Linked DNA regions of Danio rerio: region 2 is linked to region 1. A link is a contact called in public Hi-C data. All regions are on one chromosome and are shown on one strand. Each heading gives the region's core, a stretch centred on a gene start, on an enhancer-like site or on the middle of the called end of the contact. The rest is flanking DNA. Distances are from core to core; before and after follow the strand shown. Region 1 holds the start of LOC556735 (solute carrier organic anion transporter family member 5A1). Region 2 overlaps LOC141380670 (a long non-coding RNA gene).

Region 1 (6,290 bases), core at 1,031-3,530:
GTCCATTTGAATAATAAAAAAATGTAAACATAATAATAATGTTATTAATAATATAAATTAATATAAATCTTTATGATTTTTCTAGCCTCTCCAGTAAAATATAGACATGAAAATTCACAGATAACAACACTAGCTAAATTAGTAATTAAATAAATTTTAATATGTGCCACTTTTAGGGCTTCACACCTTTTCATTGGTAATTTTTTTGTTGCTTCAAGAATAAGATCCAAGATTACTTCTTCATTTAAAAACAACACAGTAGTGAAAGATGACTTCACTAACATCAAAATGTATGTTTTCTTGCACAGCTAGATGTTAAACTCATGAAAAATATTAGTCTACATTGAACAAAGCTGATTAGCTGAAGCGACAGACAACAAAAGATTGGTCTTAAAGCCTTTTTGATTGGTTATTATCACTATTTGTGATGGCATAGCAGTCAAAATTTTTAAAAAAAAGTGTCTTACCGAGATAAAGGGATGCATTCTCTTTCTTCACATTATCATCCAGGTATGTTGGTCCCAGTGTGTAGATAGGAGTGGATCCCATGCCCACCAGGACCTGGGCGCAGACAAACAGGGCCACATATATAGAGTGATCATTGCCTTCTTGGTCCCTTGGACAGGACGACACATCCAGAGCATCTCTGCTCCTGTTCCCATTCAAACACAGGCCCTCATTCCCCATGGATGAGTTGACCTCTTTGATTTGATAAGGTGGAGAGATGAAGTGCGGAAGGGAGAAAAGAGCAGCTCCTACCGCGATAAACACTCCTCCTACTGCCAACCAGCGTGGCCTTTGACCTCGACCTCCAAAATAACTGATGAAGACCACCACTAGCAGACTTCCAATGTCAAAGCAGCTGACCAGCAGTCCCGATTCAGAGCTTCTAAGGCTGTATCTCTTCTCGATAGTGGTGATGACACTACTAAGGTAACCAGAGACCATCAATGACTGGATGAACGTCAGGTAGCACATGCAGAACAGAAAACACCTAGAGTCGGAGAGAATCACCCTCAAGTACTTCCTCACAGGGAAGCGGATGAGTCTTGCCAATGAAAAGCCTAGTTTTTTGCCACCTGCTCGGTTGGCTTCAGTTCTCATTGAGCTGCTGAGACCCACCATACTGGACGCCGAAGGGGAGAAATCAGTTCTGGTGGGTGAATCCAATTCACTCGAGTATCCTTTCTGACGCAGGTCGTTGAACACCAAGCATTGGTCGGTGTTTACTAAAGTCTGAGTTGTACTGACCAGCCTTGGATCTAATGTCTCATTAATGGTCGGACAGTCGCCGTTAAGAACAGGCAAGCTTTTGGATTTGAAGCAACCACCTGTATCTCCATATTGTCCCTGGAATTCACAGACCTCCAGAGACTCGGATACATCACTCCTGGTCTCATCATTATATGATGATGTCATATTGACTACTTGGAGTCAATAGGAAGATAGCCAAGAAGTACTTTGAAATTTAATTAAAACTTCACAGCACATTAGACAGGACAAAAAGGTAAACGATGACTAGACTTTTAAACATGATTACTGAGTATAGCTGTTCAACAGCTACTTGTCTACTTAATTCTCATCATAAGTCCAAAAGATAAAGAAATTGGATAAATTATATAACATTTAAATGTTTACAGCTGCCTACAGTTATAGTGAAGCAGCAAAAAGTTGCATCCATCTCGTGAATATCGTTGATATTGATCTCTGGTCATGGTGCTGGAATTATTATTTGAAGATGAATGATTCGGAACCCTAAAGAGAATGAAAATAAAAGCAAACTAACATTAATATTTATTTGTTAACTATTCAAGAAGCAACACAAACAGCGTTGGATGATCCTGTCAGTTGTTTTGTGAAGTCGCGCTGCTGTCTGGTAGATTAGTGGTAACGTAGAGCAAGACAAAGAATAACAGTAAACGTGCGGCAGTGCGCTGATAAAACACAGTCAGGAAAACTACAAACCGTGTCAACCTTTCTGAATTACGCGTTTATTTAATACAACTAATTACCGACGTAATGTTTACGAAAACAAGACTTTATACTATTGTGAAATTTAGAAAAATACAGTAAAACATTCTGTCAGTTCAAACAGCGAGTCTTTCACCGAATTCATCCACAGTGCATCGCTACAGCTAGACCCTAATCTTTAAGTGAAATATCAAGACATAACAACAATGAAGTGGCTGAAGAGTGAGTTGAATGAGGAGTAATGTACTTACACGGCTGATACAGACAGAGGTAGTGAGTTGTTGTCCTCGAAACGGATTGTGAGTGAATGAGATTGCGGATTTGATGAAGAGGGTGACGGAGCCCTCTAAGTGCATTCTGGGAAGTGAAGTTTCTTATAAAGTCTAAAATAAAGCAAATATTTTCTAAAATAAAGTAATTTATATTTTGATGACCATACAAATCATTGCAAAACGACCCGAAAACACACTTTGTTAAACATTTTTCGGCGACCACAATAATAGTTGCTACAACAGTTGCATTAAATATTTTTTATTAAAATATGATTTCAAATAAATTTAAATTATTTAAAATCAAAATATTATGAATTAATTAGCATTTAAAATATGCAACTTATTGTGTCCACATTGCAGCAGCAGTAGTTTACCAAACCAAAAGCACTGTTTATGAAAACATGTTTAATGTGTGGAGAGTTTTAAAGTAAAAGGATACAGATAAATAAGCATTCTACGTAAATTAAATAAATAAATAAATAAATATATAAATGGATTTGTAGGCTACTAAGACACCCACTAAATGCTATTCAGTGTAACAATGCCTATAACAATCTTGACCTAACAATAATCATTTGATGACATTCATTCATTTATTTTCTTTTCGGCTTGGAATGACCCGCAAACATCCAGCTCATGTTTGTGCAGCGGATGCTCTTCCAGCTGCAACCCATCTCAAGGGAAACATCCATACAAAGTCATTTACACTCATACACTATGGACAATTTAGCTTACCCAATTTGCCTGTACCACATCTTTGGAATGTGGGGTAAACTGAAGCATTTGATAACGTATTCATTCAAATAATATATATTACTAAATGCAACATTCAGTTTGAATTGAAAAAACTTTTCTAATTTTGCTGCATAAAACATATGCCAGAGTAATTGGTGGTTCATTCTGCTGTGGCAACCCCAGGGACTCACTAATATTGAGTGAATAGTGAGTATTTTTTATTACCAATTAAAATTCCTATATCAAATCAGACAATTTAACTCTTTTTTCGAGTAAAACTTGGCTATTTAGCTTTTTTTAAAAAGGGGATAAATACTGTAATTACTCAAAAATGAACTGTACTCTTTTCCAGTGGATAACTGATATTACTACAATAACTACTTGCTTTGTAAATTATAATTCAGAATCACACATCAGGCCATAAATAACTCAAATCCCTAAAGGTTTTACCCATTTGTCAACAAATCTACAACAATGTAAACTATTGCATGATCACTTACACATACACACACATACATTCTACTTACATAATATTTTATGTATTTTTAATAAGATGAAAGTATATGAAAGTAAGAAGGGAAATGCTATTACAACGTATTCCCATACAAGAAAGACCTTTCCACTGCACACTTATATAATTTCATCGTATTTCCCCAGCACACCTTTCATCCTCATTTTTTTTTTCTTTTCATTTTTGGACAAACTAGCCTAATAATTTTACAGTTATTAATACTTTAAAATTAACTGTTGAGAATAACTTAAACTGTAACCCTCAAACTACAGTCTGTTTGGCGACCAAGGGTGGGAAACCCTGGGCTAGCGATGCTTGTTAAAGATAAACAAATCATATAGCGAACAGTTTAAAAATAGCTTCTCACACCATTGTTGGATAGTTTTTTCCAGGAATGCTGGAAGTTTTTCCTCTGACTCATGTCTCTTCCAACAGAAAACCAACCCTATAACTTCCCCACATCCCTCTGAAGTTCTCATCAAACACAAACCGGTGAAACAGATTCAGTTGCACCACCTGCTGGTTACACGTCTACATCCACGTCTATAGACAGAACTGGCCATAAATGCAACGCCTTGGGTTACTTATGAACCTTTACATACCATTAATATTCCCTATAGGTCAAGACACTACATGTGCATAACTTTATTACAAAGATAAACTATTTTATTTATAAACAATATATAATCAAATATAAAATTTTACAAAAATATACTAGTATATTTAAAAAAAAATTCTAGAATACCCATTCTGTTAAATTTTAATAAAACATTGCCGAATGTAACTGGAATTTTAAAAGAGAAGGTAAGAGTATTTAATATGCATAGACCTATAGTTTATTTTCATACATTCAGACTGATTTTTACTGTTTAAGAATTAGCATTTGTATAAAATCTAAAATCAATGAATTATCTTGAACCAATGATGAATTAAATTGGACTAAATGAATGACCCACAATCAGATAGAATTGGGACATATGAATCAATACAGATTTGGTAAATAAAGACAAATGGCCAATCTTGCCTTTATTCATGCCATAATGTTTTATTCATATACTTACCATTTCTTTTTTTTTTTTTTTTTGACGAGTGTTATTTTTATTTTTATTTTTTTGCCAGACCTCATATTGTATTATGTTTATCTTGTTTAGTCAATCAGCCTTTACATTTATATTATTTCTTTGAAGTAAATCATACCCAATTGCTACCCTAAAACTGTAAATTATCTCCCAAATCAGAGGAGATTATATAACAATGTAAAACTACATAACCCCGAGTGTAAGCCTAAACTTAACATCCACTGTAAACATGTCCCTTAAATTTGATTGTTTTCTAATAAAACAAACATGATGGTTTTCTAATGAAAACTTGAATGAACATGACACAGTGCTGTCACCTAGCGGTAAACTACTATCACTACACTAAAAGTAGAGAAAATTGCTTCCACAACAACCGTAAGCGACGGCTACAATCAGACAAAACCTATTGTTCATCTAATATTGAAAAAATAAAATAAAATAAAATAAAATCAAATAAAATACCGAACACAAGTTTCTCTGCAATGCATTGATTAAAGAACTCAACCCATGACCTGGCCTGCAATAAAGAGCATAGATTAACCACCAAAAGACTACAAATCTAAAAGAACAAAATTAACACCATTTGTGCATGTTAAGTAGACTTCCTGATGGCAGAATCTCAACTTCGACAATAAAAGGTAACACTTTATAATAATTATACACTACAATTTATTAAGCATTAGCAAATAGTGAATTCATTATCTGTTAACTCTACATTAACAGATGTTAGTAAGCAGTTTATGTTTATATTCTTGACTTATACGCACATTTGTAATGTGCTTAATGATTGTATTTTCATACTTTGTTAATTATTATTTTATTACTAAATTAAGTATTAATTTTTATTTATTTTTATTCACTATTTAAATAACATTTATTTATCTTATTATTATATATCATATAAAAAAGTTAATTTTTATGATAATAAATGCTATTTACTCAGTTTAACTCAACTTCATCCAGTTTTATGACCTAGTTAGGACTATGTATGCTTTATAAATCCCTTGTAAATGACAATTAAAGGCTAAGTTATATTCTAAAATAAATTACTTTATTAATTTCTATTCATTTGAAGATACATAAATAGAACGGCATATTTGCAGTCTTAACTAAAACAAAATTATAACATTGAAATGTTGTATCATACACTGCCAAAAATAACAAGAGCTGTCACTGGGTGGTACCTTTTCAAAAGGAACACAAGTAAATACTAAAATCAAAAGTATCAAAAGTATATATTAGTACTTACAAGTTTTAAGAGAAACACTTTTGTACTTTTTAGGTACCAATATGTACCCTTGAGGTATTAATATGGCCCTTTTAGGTAGAAATTTGTACTTTTTAAAAAGGTATCAACCCAGTGACAACTCGTGTATAGTGTAATATATTGTTTAATTATTATATTGTTTTTGTTTTACCCAATTTTGTTATATTTTGACACTCCTGTTATTCGTCAATGTTTAAACTGCACAGTAATTTTACTTTTTACATAAGATTGCAAAGATTTATTGTTCATTTGATACTGAGCCTTTCATTATCATGTATTAGAGGTTTGTATATCGTAAATAGTCCTCATGTTAGATTAGGTCACACAATTAGATGAAGTTGAGGTAATAAAGGATTTATTAACAGAAACATATATTAGTTTATGCCTGAATAATAATATATAAACGTTGATTTGAATCGGTAATTATTCATTTGCTCATTCTGAATGATCTCAAA
Region 2 (6,205 bases), core at 1,535-4,034, 370 kb before region 1:
ACCAGACTAAGAGGGTTTGTCAATCTTAGCAGGTTTATGATGGTCTCTCTGTCTTATCAAAACGATCTTATACGTTTTAAGCCATTCTTCCATCCTTAAGCTAGAGTTTAGCTTAGTTGTTTTTTTAGTCTGATTGGAATATGTTTTAGCACTGGAATGTGCAAATAGGTTTGCAAACTAGACACCACTAAATAACCTGCCCCTTTTTTTTTTTTTTAAGTTTTCAGTTTAATCTAGAATAAGATGATTAGCTTTTCTAAGCTGTTTTAGGCTGGCCTCTTATCTGACTAGCTTAAATATGCTTAAACCACATGTAAATCCATCAAATAGGCTAAATTGGATATTTTTCATCCATATTGTAGTCTTTGTGCCTATTTGAATGAGAGTAAATGGGAAGCAGATAATACTAAATGTTTTAAAACAAACTTCAAAAAGTGCTTGAGAAACACAGAATAAAAATACTGTGCTGACATCTATTTAGATTTAGCACAAGTGTAAGATGCTGTTTGAATAAAGTTGGCTTTACTCTGCAGGGTATCCAAGATCCTGGCACTGCCAGCTGGAAGAACCACAGGCTGATGCCAACACCCTCCCTCTCTCTTTACCTGGCAATGTGCCCTCTGCGTGCCCGTGCCGTGCACTGAGTTGCTGCGACAACCAAAGCAGTGAAGTGGAGCAGTCCCAGCTGCACAGTGAGTAATCCTGCTCTTACAGTCAGTCTTCATGCACACACATGCATTTACTGACCCAAACTTGCACTCTCAGTCAACTATTATCTCACTGTATATCACTCTTCCTTCACGCACACATGCTGAGTCTTTCTTTTACGGTCATGCTTATCAGAAAACAGTCGACACCGTGACAACAATGTGAATTGCGTTAATGAAGTCCTGCCATTGTCCTGTCCAGTTTACAGCATGTGAAGCACTGGGGTCAAGCACAGGGCAGCAACTCACAGCACCACTGATTTCAGCTCTGTCTCAATTCTTGTTGCCTTTTGCCTGATTCCCTGAATTCTTGGACTAAAAGTTATTTACAACACCAACAAGTCACATTCTTTAAATTCTTGTGTTACTCTACTTTTCCTTTGGAGCCCTCCCCACCCCCCTCTTTCTCTTTCTCTGTCATGTGGTCAGTGATGTTTTTGGTACAATAGTTGTAGTTCTAAAGTAAAATTGCTTCAGGCACATAACTAGGTGTTCCTTCAACTACAGGTACTTTATGTTCCAGAACATACAGCTTTTCTTCCTTTTTCATATTCTGAACCCACACTTGGAGGGCAAATCAAATGTGTTATGTAGTATTTTTCATTAGTAAATTGTACATATGCAGCGAGGCAGTGGCGCAGTAGGTAGTGCTGTCGACTCGCAGCAAGAAGGTCACTGGGTTGCTGGTTCGAACCTCGGCTCAGTTGACGTTTCTGTATGGAGTTTGCATGTTCTCCCTGCCTTCGTGTGGGTTTCCTCCGGGTGCTCCGGTTTCCCCCACAGTCCAAAAACATGCGGTACAGGTGAATTGGGTAGGCTAAATCGTCCGTAGTGTATGAGTGTGTGTGTGAATGTGTGTGTGGATGTTCCCAGAGATGGGTTGAGGCTGGAAGGGCATCTGCTGCGTAAAAACTTGCTGGATAAGTTGGCAGTTCATTCCGCTGTGGTGACCCCGGATTAATAAAGGGACTAAGCTGACAAGAAAATGAATGAATGAATTAATGAAATTGTACATATTTTAGTATGCTCTTTTTTGTTGTTGTCATAATACATAGTTATGGTATACAGCAAGTGCTGTATATACTGTAAGAATTTGCAGATGTCCAAAATATGCTTATAGCTTATAAATCTTTGTTTATTATTATTATTATTATTATTAATAATAATAATAATCAACAGTTTTCAACCTTTCCACTGTATAAATGTTTTAACTTACTTAATATATATATGTATGTATATATATATATATATATATATATATATATATATATATATATATATATATATATATATGTATGTATGTATGTATGTATGTATGTATGTATGTATACACACACACACACACACACACACACACACACACACACACACACACACACACACGTATATATATATATATATATATATTTCCCGCATTATATAAGATATTATGTTTAATATTTTTATTCCGCTGTGGCACCCTCTAAAATAGAGACTAAGCTCAAGGAAAATTAAAGAATAAATATCAGTGACCTATGGTGAGGTTTGTGGCTGGTAAGGGACTGACTCTTTCAGGATCATATTTACAAATATGCACACAATATATTTGCCAACTACCGATTTTGTTTCATATATCATAGCAGCATTATTTCTATACAAATGGCATTTTCTATACACATGGCAATGTTGAGCGATTTTGATCATAAAAATGATTGAAACCATTTGAATCATACAGAAATTACACACACACACACACACACACACACACACACACACACACACACGCACACACACACACACACATATATATATATGAATGAATGAATGTATAACTGAATGTATATATAATAAATTAATGTATATACACGATGAATATATATTATGTGAATGAATGAATATATACATACATTTTATATTTATTTATTATATTCATAAATAAAATGCATTTGAAGGGATCAGAGGTGAAGAAAAAGCCAAGTATCATGGCTCAGCAGTCCTTGTATGGCACCCTTAGAAGGTCAGCTGGCACATCTGCTATGATCATGGGCATCGTGACTGTGTGGAGAGCAGGGCTTGACTCAGATCTGACTCACTGCTCCTGTGGGTTCATTTCTCCACTGATCTCGCAGCTCTTGCCCTCAGCTGTGCCAGGAATGGACTCACACAAGCTCTGGCACAGAAAAAAACGAGCGACTGATGAAAATAAATAACGTACTACTGAGTTCCGGATCAGTGTGGGGACATTATGCTGTGTTGTTTGGCCCCTGTGATAGTCAGATATTTAGAGAAACTGCAGAGCTTGATGATGACAACTATGAATTTGTCAAACAGAACAATGAGTACGTGCTGTGCGTTTCTATTCTAGTGATGGTGATAATAATGCTGATGATTAAGATAATGACACAAGCTTTAGCTGTTGTTACTAGTGTGAGGTCAGCGTTGTAATAAAGTGGTATATTTCTTTTTAATATTCAGGTGGTGCAGTCACATGGGGGATGATGCTAGTCACTACAATAGACAATGACTTAACCATTGCATCATTAAATGAGGCGTTCATGTGATAAAAGTAATCCTTGGTGGAGACATAATGCTGATTCATTATCAGATGATGATAATGGTGATGATAATGATGATGAGAGATCACATGTGTAACACCAGCTACACTTTTGTTTAATAAATTATGCCTTTATGCACACAGACCTATGTGAATGTATGTATGTACTGTATGCTTGTGATAATCTGACTATAGAAAAAAGTATTTGTTTTCTGGAATATACATGTGTTATTATTAATTGTTAGAAGTATGGTACACAATATAAACACCTTTTAGCTAGTATGGGGTTAACAGCTTATAATGATGATGATGATGGTGATTAGAGATCACACGTGTAACACCAGCTGCCCTTTTGTTATTAAATCGTGCATTTATGCACACAGACCTATGTATTTATACAATAATCCAAGCATAAAAACATGTATTAATGTAGTTTGTCAGAAAAATGATATCACCTTTTAGTTGATATGTGTTTAACAACTGTTAAAGCTGTTGCTTTTGTATTTTTATATTGAATTTTTATAGAATCATTTTAGCCATATTAGGAATTATAAATTACAGTTTTTTTTCAGTGGCTTTGGTGCATTTCTCACAACACTATTTACATTTGCACAATAGTTCATGCATTTTTCAAAACAATTAATAATTTGTGCTCATCATAGTAACAGTTTCTCATTCCGTCCAACAAATTGCAAATGCTTTTGCACTCTCTGCTGTTTTATAACATCATAAATTGCTTATGTCATATCAGTCAAATTTAACTAAACTTGTAAATTCTTAATAGTCACTCCATATTAAACTAATAGTCCTCATTTCATTACTCGAGTCATTGCATACAAAAATGTTGAACTAGTCAAAATCAGTCAAGCTAATTTTATTTTTAAAAATGTAAATCTTTTTTTTTCCCCTAAAAATGTCTTCTAAATTAAACAATTTCAGGAATGATTAACAGACCTATGTATGTTTTAGGTATGTGGTAGGTTTCAATATGTACGTCAATATTGTTTACAGTTGTGCACAGCTCCACCCAAATTAAGTTTATGTTTGTTGTAAATAAGTGTGTATTTATTCTTTTGCACAATGTTGTGACTAAATTAGAATTGCAAAGAGCAAATGCAATAAAAATGTGAAACATACATATTTAGTGTCTTGTACTCATACCTCACTAAATGCATTAATGTCTAACTTTAATGTAGTTTTTAAATGGCTGTGCAGATAGTTCTGTCTTGAGCATTTTCAGGAAGTGTCACCAAAATCTGACTGTTTTGAATTGGAAAACATGTACAGAATAAACTGACATAATGAAAACATGACAAATCCATTTGAATTTCTTGTCTATAAACAATGGTGTCAGGAGTTTTCATCTTGTTGACACTGACGCTTTCATTGGCATCAATACTTGCTTTTGAGGAATGAGCTATCCATTTTGAGCAAGTGACACACTTTTGCAGGTTATCAACTAGATTTTGCAGTTTGTTCTAATTGTTTAGAGAAGTGCATTAACTGTTGTGTAAATGTAAATAGTGTTGTGAGATATGCACCAATGCAACTGAGAAAAACTGTAATACAGAATTACTTTTTTTAAAATTTAATAGTATCATTTGTTTATTGTACCAATATGTTATTATTTAGACTTGCTATATTTGTGTTTTTAGTTTATTATTTAGTTCTTTGGTTCGTAATCATAGGATGAGCAATTTAAGTGCTATATGTAACCTATCAAGAACCTATAATAGTTCCCCAGTTGTTCTTTGGGGTAGTTATACACTATGAAATGGGGTTAAGTAGCACTTAAATTGGTTCCCCTAAGATTACAAGCCAAAGAAACACTTTTAGTGATACATAGCACCTTAACCACCCCAAAGAACAACTGGAGAATAACTACAGCCATTCAAAACATTACAGGTTATTTATAGCTTCTTCATTTATGCATTCTATTTAACATTGTATTTTTAATGCATTACATAATTATTAGCCCCCCTGCTTATTTTGTTCCCGAATTTCTGTTTAACGGAGGGAAGATTTTTTCAACACATTTCTAAACATAAGAATTTTAATAACTCATCTCTAATAACTGATTTATTTGATCTTTGCCATGATGACAGTAAATAAAATTTGACTACATATTTTTCAAGACACTTTTATACAGCTTAAAGTGACATTTAAAGGCTTAACTAGGTTGATTAGGTTAACTAGGCAGGTTAGGGTAATTAGACAAGTTATTGTATAATGATGCCTTGTTCTGTAGACTATTGAAAAAAGCTTAAATGGGCTAACAATTTTGACCTTAAACTGGTTTTTAAAAAATTAAAAACTGCTTTTATTCTATTCGCAATAAAACAAATAAGACTTTCTTCAGAAGAAAAAATATGATCAGACATACTGTGAACATTTCCTTGATTTTTTAAACATCATTTGGAAAATATTTTAAAAAAGAAAGAAAAAATAATAATAAATCAAAGGAGGGCAAATAATTCTGACTTCAACTTTGCGTGTGTGTGCGTGTGTGTGTGCGTGTGTGTGTACGTGTGTGTGTGTGTGTGTGTGTGTTTGTTCAATTTAGCTTTAATTCAATGAACAAACATGTTTTATAATTTTATTTAAATGATAACTTACATGTAATTAGAAGTAGAGAAATATAAACATATACTAATTAGACATTCTTAAATTGCTTAATTTAAAATTTTTAAAGTTGTGTACCTTTCAAAATGATCAAATCATAATGACTTAACAGTCCAAAATTTCATACGCACAATTTTATATCTTGCACAACTCATTTTGTTTCTCATAAAACATACTGCTGTGACAGAGATTCTATAATAATGTTTGTGTAGGACAGACTGTATAATCTTAATGATTCAGTGCAGTGACAGTGGTGAAGCTAGACAGGTAGAACTGTGTGTCTCTCTGTGAGGACGCAGGTGTGCAGCTCCAGTAAACGTGCTGAAGTCCATCTGACTGTGCA

The links. A called contact is a pair of places that touch in the nucleus more often than the background predicts.
Region 2: a contact with region 1 is called in a Hi-C map of an unstated tissue, with 6 times the contacts expected there. The contact joins the enhancer-like site here to the promoter of LOC556735 in region 1. A contact is called at or near these places in 3 of 18 Hi-C or Micro-C datasets (embryo and an unstated tissue).

The regions. Positions count from the first base shown.
Region 1 is chr24:23,459,163-23,465,452 of GRCz12tu, reverse strand. It overlaps LOC556735 (solute carrier organic anion transporter family member 5A1), which reads right to left and starts at 2,280. Exons shown (of 10, transcript XM_679609.9): 1 at 2,223-2,280; 2 at 468-1,755. The coding sequence starts at 1,419.
Region 2 is chr24:23,826,945-23,833,149 of GRCz12tu, reverse strand. LOC141380670 (a long non-coding RNA gene) reads left to right here. Exons shown (of 4, transcript XR_012399284.1): 2 at 534-692. It also overlaps a transcript of LOC556668 not described here. Among named protein-coding and RNA genes, the nearest start is that of slc22a13b, 58 kb to the left of the region's middle. Within about 2 kb of position 2,784, at least 3 of the 62 cell types and tissues checked have an H3K27ac peak or open chromatin away from gene starts, as enhancers often do.